Regions from separate parts of the Mus musculus genome. Here region 1 is linked to region 2. The links are chromatin contacts, called in public Hi-C maps. All regions are on one chromosome and are shown on one strand. The core of a region is the stretch at or near the end of the contact, and the rest is flanking DNA. Distances in the headings are between cores, read along the strand shown. Region 1 has its middle 6.3 kb from the start of Gm36356. Region 2 has its middle 16 kb from the start of 1700120G07Rik.

The links. Hi-C and Micro-C count contacts between places; a contact is called where the count stands out from the background.
Region 1: a contact with region 2 is called in a Hi-C map of pancreatic cancer cells, with 2.7 times the contacts expected there. The contact joins two enhancer-like sites. A contact is called at or near these places in 5 of 484 Hi-C or Micro-C datasets (cerebellar granule neurons, embryonic fibroblasts, macrophages and 2 more), 1 of 115 datasets of contacts at active chromatin or transcription factors (embryonic stem cells) and 1 of 9 other capture datasets (embryonic stem cells).

Annotation. Positions count from the first base shown.
Region 1 is chr7:135,476,445-135,482,712 of GRCm38.p6, forward strand. No RefSeq gene overlaps it. Among named protein-coding and RNA genes, the nearest start is that of Gm36356, 6.3 kb to the right of the region's middle. Within about 2 kb of position 3,062, at least 55 of the 459 cell types and tissues checked have an H3K27ac peak or open chromatin away from gene starts, as enhancers often do. A contact at or near this core is called in pancreatic cancer cells, where this site is marked.
Region 2 is chr7:135,208,991-135,214,999 of GRCm38.p6, forward strand. No RefSeq gene overlaps it. Among named protein-coding and RNA genes, the nearest start is that of 1700120G07Rik, 16 kb to the left of the region's middle. Within about 2 kb of position 3,696, at least 53 of the 459 cell types and tissues checked have an H3K27ac peak or open chromatin away from gene starts, as enhancers often do. A contact at or near this core is called in pancreatic cancer cells, where this site is marked.

The DNA of each region.
Region 1 (6,268 bases), core at 1,812-4,311, 270 kb after region 2:
CCCTCAGTCACAAACAGGCTCACTGTGGTGTCTACCCTCAGGAAGGTTCCTTAGAGGAAAGAAGCCATGTTACCACCTCCCCAGGGGCCACGTAAGGCCACAGGGGTGATGCTGGTCTGTCCACCTGCTTCACTCAGCCTCAGGCTCCTGAAGAGAAGGATTTTCTCTCCTGCACTTTGAGTCTGGCACCTGGTGCAGAGCAGGTGGTACATGAATTGTAGCAGGAAGGAGATGGATCAATGAGAATGCCTGAGATCTATCTGAGCCTGCCAGCTCACTTCCTCCCACACCCCACCCCCTAGCTGTACATCATCAGCCTGAGTCCCTACTGGGTCTCAAACCTAGGTCTCACTTCTGTGAGCAGGTACTGTTTGCAACTGCTCAGGACTCCCCATACCTCTTCAAAAATGTATTTCACATATTTAGTGTGTGTGTGTGTGTGTGTGTGTGTCTGTCTGTCTGTCTGTCTGTCTGTGTATGTCAGAGCCTCTTGGTGGCAAGTGCCTTTAGCTGATGTCTTTCTTACTTCCTTCATTGTATTCTTTCTTTAACTGTAGATGGTTCTGGTTTTTTGAGTTTGTGGGAGGGAAGGGCCAGCCCCTGGGTAGGCAGATGCCATGGTATTTTTACCCTGAGATGCCCTCCTTGAGGTGAATAAGCATGCTCAGGCCAAGCTAAAAGGCCAGAGATCAAGAGGGTCAGGGCCACTGGCCAGAAGGGAATTAGCAGTTGGAAGAGAGACAAACCATCCATCCCATCCAGTCTGCGGAGAGCTGAAACACTGAGTGAGACACTGACTTGATTCCCTCCAGCTTCTGGGACGGTGTCTGGAGTGAGGATATGGTGACTGGATGCACGGGCTTGTGAGCATGCTTGGCTCTAAGAGCCTGGAGCCCCTAGGTCTCCACCTCTGACTCTAAAGAAACCTGCCGTGGGCCCTTGCTAGGTCTGTAATTAGGACCAGGCTGCCCCCTCCCCTGAGGAATTCAAGAAGCACTCCCTTTCCAGAGAGTGCACAGGAAGAAGCCAGTGTCCCCAGGCGCATTCTTCAACAATCAACAAAGTGAAGCTACAGAAATGACCAGATGAGTTGGTTCAGGGCCCCAGGTGGAGACCCGGGGTCCTGGGAAAGTCCCTCTGCACTCCAGGGCTCACCTGTCTTCTTTTGTCAATGCCCATCACCATTTTCAGAGTTGCCCTGGGCAGTGCAAGTCGGGGGAGGGGCTTCCAAGGGGGAGGGGCTTCCAAGGCAGAAGGTGCAGCTGTGCAGGAAGGGTGAGTCTTGTGGCTTCAAGAGCACAAGAGATGAATCTTCCTAAGGTTGCTGCAAGAAAAAGAGACTTCTCTATGGGTAATCACCTCATCTCAGGAGAGAAGCTGGGACACCAGTGGACATTTAAATCTGATCTCTCATCACCAGCAACACATGTGGGTGCACACACATGTATACACAAATGCTACAGCTACACCTATAGATCTCACTCAGGGTCATCACCTGAGTCACTTGGCAATGTCTGGAGACCTATCTACTCACCACAGCTAAAGGAGGAAGCAGTGGACAGGGGATGAGTGGACAGAGGTCATACACGCAGATACTGCGCTTGAGATAGCCTCACAACAGAGAATGGTCTGAAGATGTTGTGCTGGAGATAGTTCCACAACAGAGAATGATCTAGCCTCAGATATCAAGGCTTAGAACCCAGTTATAAACCTACCTATAGACTTTTGTCCAACAAGATCTTCTATTTACAGCCAGCCTCCCTGGCCACCATTTGAAACCTCTGTAAAACCCACTCACGTGGTTGTCATTGGCTACAAAGGTGATGGCAGGCAGCTGACAGATCTGGCAAAGCAGTTTCTTGTTGCTTTATTAGTGGAGATGCTACGGGGACACACATCTACACACCATCATAGTATCTGATCACTCACAGTCAACGTCTCGGTAGAAACCCCGAGCTAAGCTCTTTTGGATGATGCCAAAAAGGACTTTGGAGACATCCAGAGTCCTTAAAAATTGGCAGGAGGCTGGAGATGTTCCTGGGGCACAGGGGTGAAGACAGAAGGGAGACCGCCCTCTGCTCTCATGTGCAGAACAAAAACAGGAACGCCAAGTCCGAGCTGTCTTGTCTGGTTTTTGCAGCCTTGTCCTCTTTTTGGTTTTTGGTTTTTTGGTTTTTTGGTTTTTTGGTTTTTGAAGTGTTTTGGGTGAGACACTGAAACTCTAGAGTTGTGATCATGATACAAGATGAAATATGGTTTGACAGATGACAAAATTTGTCCTTTTACTAATTTAGCCTAATTTTTCCTTGCAGCCATATGGTCTCTGACACGGTGAGTGTCACAGGATGCCCAAGGTCTCAGCACAAACAAAGTCACAAAACCACGTCTGTGCATCCGGTGACATGTCTCCTTATTTAAGGCCTCTCTCACACACATATGTCTGAAAGAGCTCAGAAAAATGAATAGGGAGAGGGCTGTCATTTCCCTTGTAGAAGTGACAAGGATATTTGAACATAGCTAACGTAATGATCTAATTGGCTCTAAGGTTAGAAAGTTTGGAGCACCTCAGCCCCTCTGGGCTCTGCAGACTGTCAGGTGGTATCTAGTGTTATTGGTGGCAACACAGCTGGACTGATCTGATTTGGTGACTTATTTTTCTTCTCTAAGTTTGTATGGATGTTCATATGACTACAAATGTGGTGTGTGTGTGTGTGTGTGTGTGTGTGTGTGTGTGTGTGTGTGTGTGTTGGGCGGGCGTGTCCAGGACAGAATAAGCTCAGGTATCATTTTTCATCTGTCTAACTTTTACTGAGACAGGTTTCTCACTGGCCTGAAGCTTGTTAAGTAGGCTAGACTGACGAGCCACTGAGTCCCGGGAATCTGTGTGGGGCTCTGCCTGGCTCCAACTCCCTAACACTAGGTTAGGCCACTACTCCTAACTTTGTGTATGGGTCCTGGGATCAGGCCAAGGTCCTATGCTTGCACGGGAAGCACTTTGCTGAGTCATCTTCTCAGCCCTTGCTTTTGTTTTGTCTACTATTTTGAGTCAGAGTTTTGCTGCGTAGCCAAACCATGCTTCAAATTAGTGGTCCTCCTGCCTCCTCCGCTTTCTGAATGCTGGTATTGTAGATGTGTACCGCCACGCCCGCCGAATTCTGTTTTTCTGTTTAAAGTGATACAACAGGAAAGGCCTTCACCCTCCCTTCCCTTTCTCCTTCTCTCTCTTTGTTAACAAGCTTTTCAAACCCTCAAAGCTGTGCTGGAGAAATGCTGATGAAGTTATCCTGTTGAAATGGCAGGCAGAGCTATCCTTGGACACTTGCCAAAACGCCCCTTCCAAGGGAGAGTCGGTTTGTTCCTTCCCAGGACTCTTTTCTTAGAGGGCAGACGCTGAAGGCAGGCACCCCAGGAAATCCCTCTGGTGGTGTACAGGTGAATGTGCCTCTAGGGTGGAGAGGTCACTGTCGCTTTTGGAATGTAAACACCCTCTTTTAGACTTTAGAGTCTAACTTAAAGGAGGGTATGTAACTTCACTGCAAAGGGAAAGTGGTGTCTTGGTGGTGACAGTCTCTTGGCAGAGCTGTCCTGGCCTCTGGTTGGAAAATACAGCACTAAGGGGTCTGCCCAGTCCACATCTTATAGGAAGAGAAGCAAGCAACAGAGCCAGAGCCAGCGGACCCGCACCACACCAGCGGGGCCTGTGCCACACCAGCGCCTCCCCTTGACTGTCACATGCTCTCTCCTCCTCCCCCTACCTGCCCCAGCAGCCTCTCTGAGAACAGTGCACATGTGGGACACTACCTCTGGGTCTGTTTCAAAGCATCACTCAGCTCATGAACTGTCACCTTCGAAGTGTTCGCATTCATTTCCTAACGCTAAAGATGGTCCCATCATCCTGAAAAAGGACACATTTTAGTGCCCGCCTTTGCCTGCTGAGTATCTCTGCCATTGTCCCCGAGGTCCTTCCCCTGTGACAGGAGGCTGCTGAGAACAGAGTCTGGGCTAAGAAATTTTACTAATACAATGCTCCAGAAAATGGAGATTAGTGCTCTGGAGACCGTGAGGGTCTAAGTGTTCACTTCGTGGGGCTGGAGAGATGGCCCCAGCAGTAATGTGCTTGTTTTGAAAGTAAGATGACCCAACACACAGGTAATAATAATAATAGTAATAGTAATAATAATAACACATCTGGAACCTAGAGCTGGGGAAGCAGAGACAGATGTGTCCAGGGCTTGTTGGTAAGTCAGCCACCCTGTCTCCCAAAACTAATGTGGAGAAATGATTAAGAAAGACATTTGATCTACACACACACACACACACACAGAGAGAGAGAGAGAGAGAGAGAGACAGAGACAGAGACAGAGAGACAGAGACAGACAGACAGACAGACAGACAGACAGATACAAACAGAGACAGAGGCAAAGGCAGACACAGAGACAGAGAGCAAATAACAATTTGCTGCTTACACTTTTCAAACAAATTAGCTGGGATCATCTCAAACATAAAGTAAAATACCTTTAAAATGCCCCCCCCCGGTCTTTTACTCTGTAACAGGAATGTCAGTTTCCCCCCTAAAGATTAGAAGTGAGGGAGGAGAGATTTCAGGTGCAAACAGCACTGTTTCTGTCTCACCCACGCAGCAAAGATAAGCCTATTTCTTGTCAGCCAGGTAGCAGCCTGAGGAGAGAGCATCACAGAACCGTGTGGAGGCTTCAGAGAAGCACCCATCCAGTAGGGACCAACAGGAACAACTGCCTTTTCCAGAACTCACCAGTGACAGATGAAGACAGATGAGGGGGGCTGGCAGGTGTCACTGTGAGCTGATTTAAGGTCTGACAGTGTGGCCTTTCACCAAGCAGCCGGGTAAATCAACGAGCACAGGTCGATAGGGATGTGGGAAAGAATCTCCCCATCTTCGGGAGCCATCTGTCTCTTAAGTGCAGCTGTTCATCGAGTCGGGGAAGAAACCATTCCACAGAGTAAGGCTGAGATTGCTTCACACCCTGATGTGTAACTAAAGTCGCCCCTGAAGGATTAGCAGGGGAAGGAGTTTCCATAAAGCCTGGAGGGTGAAAGGTGGCACTGCCATGCAGATTGCTTTGGTAGACAGCACACCTACTGCCAGTAAGTGTTTTTGTGTGTGCATATGTATGTGTAGTTTGTATGTATTATAAGTGTGTGTGCGCGCGCAAGTGTGGGGGAGCCTTCATGGAGTAGCCAGGAATCAATCTGAGCTGAGGAATCAAGAGTCCCTCCACCTTGAATTTCAAAATAGGGTTTCCCATTGGCCTGGACCTTCCATCTGACTTGCCTGACTCACCAGTGAACCCAGTTACCCACCAGTATCTACCTCGCTGGTGTTGGGTCCATGTATCCGTGTCACCATCTTTTCCACACAGGTACTGGAGATGGAAGGAACCCTGGTCGTCTTGTCTGCATTCCGGGTAAATGTGCCTGAGTTCAAGGTCAGCAGCCCCACTGGTTGACCACGTTCAGGCAAATTGCCCTCAGAAGAGGCCAGAGAACATTGCATTTGCCGGCATGCTCTTCGCAAAAGGCAAAACTCATGCGACTGGCGCCAACGAAGGCCAGTGGCTTTCAAACCAAGAAGGTCAACTGGGAGTGGGACACAAACCCCAGCGTCTGTGCAGTGGTCGTGTGCTGGCCATGAACCCTTGAGAAGGCAAAGGAGAAGAGTGAACTGTGTGAAAAAGATGGTGACACGTATACATGGACCCAACACCAGCGAGGTAGATACTGGTGGGTCATGGGTTCACTGTGAGTCAGGCAAGTCAGATGGAAAGGTCCAGGAGGTAAATTCAAGTATGACCCCTGAGATTCTTCAAGTTTATCTGGCCACATCCTTCCCTGAAGGACGGCCCTGATTCACAGAGCTCTCACCAAGCCGCCTCATCTCCTCCTTTCTCTTCCATTCCTAGATGTCTGTGAAACCTTGTGAGAACAATGTACCTCTTCAGACCTCAGGTTGCCCAGGTGGAAGTGCAGGTAATGACGGCACCTCCTGTGTACAGTTACCGTGACAATGAAGCTCATACTCAAAGTGCCCAGAGCAGCGCTGACAACACCCAAATAAATGTCTTTGCTTCCACTCTTGCTATAACAGGATGCATGAAACTGGGTCACCCGGAAAACACATTTGTTTTGCCTGAGGGTTCTAGAAGGTGGGAAATACGAAGTCAGTCCTTTGCTGAGAGCCTTGTGATGTTTCAGGTCACATGGTACCTCATACAAGAATGTATAATGAGGA
Region 2 (6,009 bases), core at 2,446-4,945:
TGCTCTCTTTCAGCCCCTTTCATTGTCTCCTTATGTATTCCCCTTTCAACGCTCCGTTCCTTCACAGGAGCCTGGCACAAGGAGCAGTCTGTGAAAGGGTTCCCCGAAGAGTAAAAATAACTATTTCATATGCACTGTCACTATCACACTCAACCCACTTAAGACTCAAGGACCTGAATCAGTTCCCTATACACTCTGCCCTACTGACAGCAATGTCCTCTTGCTGCTTGTTCTAGCCATGGCCTTTAAATGCTTTTCATGATGCTATGAAGGAAGGTGCTCGGCTGGATTTATTCTTGGACTGTATCTTCAGATCAGGTTAGACATGACTCCCTCATGACAGCCAATATCCACATTGCGCAATTTAGGTTCAGTTTGTGTCTGTCTTTGTCTCTGTCTCTTTCTTTGGGCCTGCGGGCCCTGGGAGTTAATGTGAGACCCTGAGAGTGATTCTACCCTCACAAGATTTGTCAGCTCCTAAGAGAGCACCATCTCTGGATTTTGTCCTTTTTATCTGCAGTGGTCTTTGCCTCTCAAAAATTAATATTACCTGATTGGAGAGGTCTTAGTCTCAAGACCCTACCAGCTATTGCAAACTGTGAAGTCCAGAGTCTTAGACCCTTCTGGTCAAAACTTCAAGAATCACAGTTGCTCACCTGTATGTAGGTCTGGGCTGTCAAACTTCATAGCTGGGGCCAGATAGGGAGTCAGTTTGGTCAGACCTGGGCTATCACCCCTACAATGCCTTCTAAACCTGAGTAAATATGAAGGTTTCCAGAGATGAGGTCCTTTGCTAGCTTGCTATTCTGCATAGCACTGGGCAGGGGTATCCTTATATCACCCCTGCATATGCTTCATGAGGCCAGAACTACTGTTGGCAGTAAGGGTGTAGTTGGACAGGATAAAGACCCCAGCCTTTCTAATATTTGCTTCTCAAGAACCAGTGCAAATATCTGCAGTGATAGAAAGAGACTTATCTCAATTTTCCTGGGATAAAAATTTATGACAACTGAGGCAGGAGGAACTGTCAGGAAGAGTAGGGCTATCAGGGCTTGTCCTATAAGATTCTATGGGTGAAGAATAACAAACACTAGGGCAGATCAGCTTGGAGGGATGGCTCAACATTTAACAGCATTTTCTATGGCTACAGAGGACCTGGGTTTGGTTTCAAGCATCTATAGTGTGCAGATCACGACCACCTGTAACTCCAGTTCTGGGTATCCAATGTCCTCATCTGACCTCAGAGAGCACCAGGAATGTATACATACACATAGGCACTCACATAGATATGTTAAAAAAAAACAATTCTTAAGGCAGAGCTGAAAGGCATTCTGAGCCCTCCTTATATTAGTTACTCATGGTGTCATTAGGAGCAAACATCTTTCAAAGGAGCTTAAAGGAGGAAGAGCTCATTTTGGCTCATGGTTTGAGAGTACTGTACACCATAGTGGGGAAAGGCATCCTAACAAGAATGTGAGGCAGCTGGTCACATTGTACCCACATTACATTCCTGCTGCCTAAGTCAGGAAGCATAAAGAAGAATGCTAGAGCTCCAGTCATTTCCTATTTTTGATTCACTCCAGGACTCTGATCCATGGATTGATGCCACCCCCTCTCAGGTTACCTCTCTCAGTTAAGCTTCTTTGGAAATATTCTCATAGACACACCTCTAGGTCTAGTGACTCTAAACCCCAACAAACTGACAGTGGAGACTATCACACTTGCTTTTGGTACCACTAAACACCAGCATCCTCTTAGGATAGGAGAGTGATTTGGGTCACTCTGTTGCCTCTGAAGCAGGCGTTTATAGTCTTCCTAATTCTTAATTCTATTACCCAGCTTAGGACTGATATGCCAGCTCACTGACAGATCAGTTATCTGTCTGCAAGAGAAAAATAAAATCAGATAGGTATATTTGGGCAGCTTGGCCTAATCACACTGTGCTGCCAGGTGCAGGATCCACTGGAAACCACAGAATGGATGGCTCTTGCCTGATTTGCCACAGATCAACATTAGAATAAAGGCATCAGTAGCTTGGGAGCCCATGGAGACAAGCCAAAGCTTCCCATGGATGATTGCTGTTGTGGAGAGAGGTGTCAGTGACCACTGTGCTGGATAATAATAAAAGGAAAAGGGTGAGACTTGAATAAGAATGAAGGCGAGGATCTCTGCTGTGCCACCAGACAAAGTAGTCCTGGGGCACAGTGGCCAGGCATGGTGCACAGATATAAGGGCCCGCAAAGGAGTTCCAGGGTAAAATGTTGAAAACTGTGATTGACATATGACTGCCAGCTTGCAGGAAAAGCTGGCAGAGAAGGACATAAATCATAGGGTCTCCATGAAGGATCAATGGTCCGTGATGAAAAACTGAATAAAAGGTCCAAACTGAAGCCATTTTGAATAGATCTTCCATTTTGAATATGGGTCAAATGAAATTTAGCTTCCTAAGACCTCCCTGAGTAACTGCCATACTGGTTGGCAAGTTGAAGCATGAATGCTAAGCAAATTGCCCCACCACAGTTGAATAACCCAACAATGGCAACAGGATAAGTGTACCACAAAGACATATTCCCAAGGAAGTCTTCTATCCCTAAATCCTGATTGGTGGGAAAATATGACTGTAACTTGGCACAGATGTTTGTGGTCTTCAACCTTAAGAGCTTGGTAATGTCCTGGCTTGGGGTGTGTGTGTGTGTGTGTGTGTGTGTGTGTGTGTGTGTGTGTGTAGTTTAGCTCCAAAGCCTATTCTGCAGCCCTGATTGATCAGTAGCAGCTTGATTGCAATAAATTTTTGTCATTTGAATTGACCTGGTGCTTGAGTTATGTTGGATGTAGGTGGACCCCATAGCAAACTTATGAGTGGAGACTTGGGACAAGAGGTAAGAGAGGGAGGACTTCATAGAAGACGTATGTGGAGGGACTGGCCACCTGAGTCCTTGTTTGGGGGATCAGGAGAATAAACTAGAGAGTAGCCTTGGGAGAGCTGCTTTTGCATGTGAAAAGCAGTGTCTATATGCTAGCAGACTAATGTCTGAGGGGACGTGAAGACATGAAGCTAATGCATACCAGAAATCCCCCAATACATGTCAGTAAAGTGTTCTGAGATTGTGGTGACTGCTGGAGATGCAGAGGAAGTGAGGTATGGCAGTCATAGCTGTCATCCTAGCATTTGGGAGACGGTGCAGGAAAGTCAGGAGCTCAGGGTCATCACCAGCTATCTAATGCATACAAGGGGAGCCTGGTGTACATAAAGAGACCCTGTCTCCTAAAACAAAGCAGGTGGGATGGGTCAGCTATCGATGGAGGACAACCGCCAACAAGCCTGACTATCTGAGTTTGATCCATGAGACTCACATAGAGGAAGATGAGAACTGACTTTGCAAGTTGTCCTCTGACCTCCATCATAGGTACACCATAGCATGAATGACTATGAACGCACAAACACACACACACACACACACACACACACACACACACACACGCCACAAGTAAATAATTGTGAAGTTTTGTAAAAAGGAAAACAAAATGCAGTCAACAACAAATAAAAACTCTAAGACAGACAGACAGACAGACAGACACACACACACACACAAAGGAAAAGATCAAGAAGTTCCTCCCCCTCACTCTAAGGGCTTACAGCTGGCAGTACGACACATCTGATGTCTGAGCAAAATGGATGAGCACACTTGGACATGGGGTCATGGGCCTGAGCCAAGACATTCCTACTCTGTGAGTCAGGAAAGGCCACAGAAGAGAAACGGTTCTAAAAGGAACCTTTAAAGCTTCCTGGCAAAACCAGAGTGGCTATCTGCAGTGATAGAGCTCTCTACAGTGAGGTGTGAACTTATCTGAGCTGAAGAGTGAACTGCTCATTTAAAATATACAGGGTTGAGGCTGAGAAGATGGCTCAGTAGTTAAGAGCACTGGCTGCTCTTTCCAAGGGCCTGGGTTCAATTCGCACCAAAAGTTGATAGTTTAAAAAACTTACAAAGCAATAAGGCTGAGCTTTAAGTAGAAATAGACTTATCATTTGATACAGTGGCTCTATATAGCTATAGTCCCCCACAAAGCTCCCTAAATTAGATTCTTTATAGATATTTGTATACTAGTGAAGATAACATCTTTTCAAAGAAGTAGAAATGACCACAGTGCCCACTGACAACTGAATGCATGAAACAAACAAACAAACAAACAGAAAGTGTTACCTGTGTAGTGAGATATTAGTTTTGAAAAGTAAACTTGATTTTGGCCTCTGGTACACCACAGGAGAGCCATGTGTTAACTGAAATAAGTTGTTCGCAGTAGGCAAGTTCTATCGGCGGCTTACCAGTGTGATGGCCTCAGCATAGTCACAGTCATAGAGACAGATACTAGAACAATGGTTCCAGGTGGTGGCAAGGCCCGGGGAAGGAGGAGCTTTGTTTGACAGGGATGGACACCCTTTCAGGTTTGCAAGGCTAAGAGTTCTGATGGACAATGGTAATTGCTGTTCCACCATAGGAGTGCATGTTATGTCACCTAACCCCACACTTTAAAAAGAACTGAGGGGGATAATTTGACAAAAGATGTATTTTACCACAATTTTAAGTTTTCTTAGAGATTTACTTTTACTTATATGTGTGGGCTTGTGTATATATCACAAGAGCCTGCTGTAACCACAAAGGGCAGAAGGGGGCATCAGATCTGCATTCTTACCTGCTGAGGCTCCAGCCCCATCATATCAAAAATTCTAAAAACAATAAATGAGGATAGAACTCACTAAAGAATCTAAACTTTTGTAAAAATTAAGGGTTTGGATGTTTATGAAGACTAAAACCATTGCAAAATAGAAAGCACATTTGACTGGATATCGGAATGTTTCGTTGGATTCACGTTTGCTCATGAAAATCCTTGGAAATAAACACTGGGGTTTTTCACAAATGAAGATGGGACTGCGACAGATGGCTCCATAAATCAGGTTGAGCTGATCATGGCTCCTATTAATGGACTGACTTCTGATTTTTTTTTTCAGATTATTTCTCCCCGGACACATGGGGGATGGCTTTCAATCACAGTGAAAAAGGCCACGTCAACACAAAGCTTTCGTTCATGTTCTATTGATTGGCACCTTGTTAGTCAAAGCAAGTTGCATGAGCAAGGCCAATGCCATAGATGGGAAGATGGGCTCCTCTAGATTCAGTGCCTGGAGCTGATTCCTGTGGAAGATAGACACATTTTCATATTTCTTGTAGCTATTTGATTTCTTGTATAGCCCTCCATAATTATCCCTTAACTCGGGTGAAACTGGTTTGCATTGAGATAAGAAAATCATGGCCTCACAGGATAACCACAGCTTCTGTTTATTCTATTTCTGTCTGTGAACGTGGTTCCTGAGCTCTGAACTCTGACTTGAACTCTGAACTCCATCGTCCTTTCTGCTTACTGGAGTCATACATTTTTAATTCTTGCTGGTAGCTGTATTTTGAATTTCATACTGCATCAATTTCCTTGAAGTGTGCTACCCTGACCCAGTGTCTAGCTCTCACTGACTTCCTGATACCCTATTGGCTATTAGCTGGAAGCAGATCTTGACACTAAGCACTCCCGATGATGCCCCCAACATGTAATCATTTACCACACCCATCATTCCCAGTCATTATGCTATGTGTCAAGGAAGTTCCCCAATTACCATTGGGGAGGTTAAAATCACACGTGCCATCACTACAGCTGGCTCTCATCAGGTCCCTGGTGTTTCCAGAGACTGCATGGGAAGATCCACAGATAGCAGTAGAGGAGATGACCTGCTTTCCTTGGCTTACAGAAATTAAGAGAAGTGGAAACTCAGGAAGACCATCAATGGCCGGGACTCCTGCTCAGCCACTCATCCTTGACAAACAGAGGCAAAAGTCCAGGTGCCATTTTTATGCTGCTGCACACGAATCCCTTGCCTGCTAATTAAGAACCCCCAGTCATGTTTCAGCATGAGTTGCCTTGCCTTATTGAGGAAAAAATAGGTTTTTCCAAAGAGAG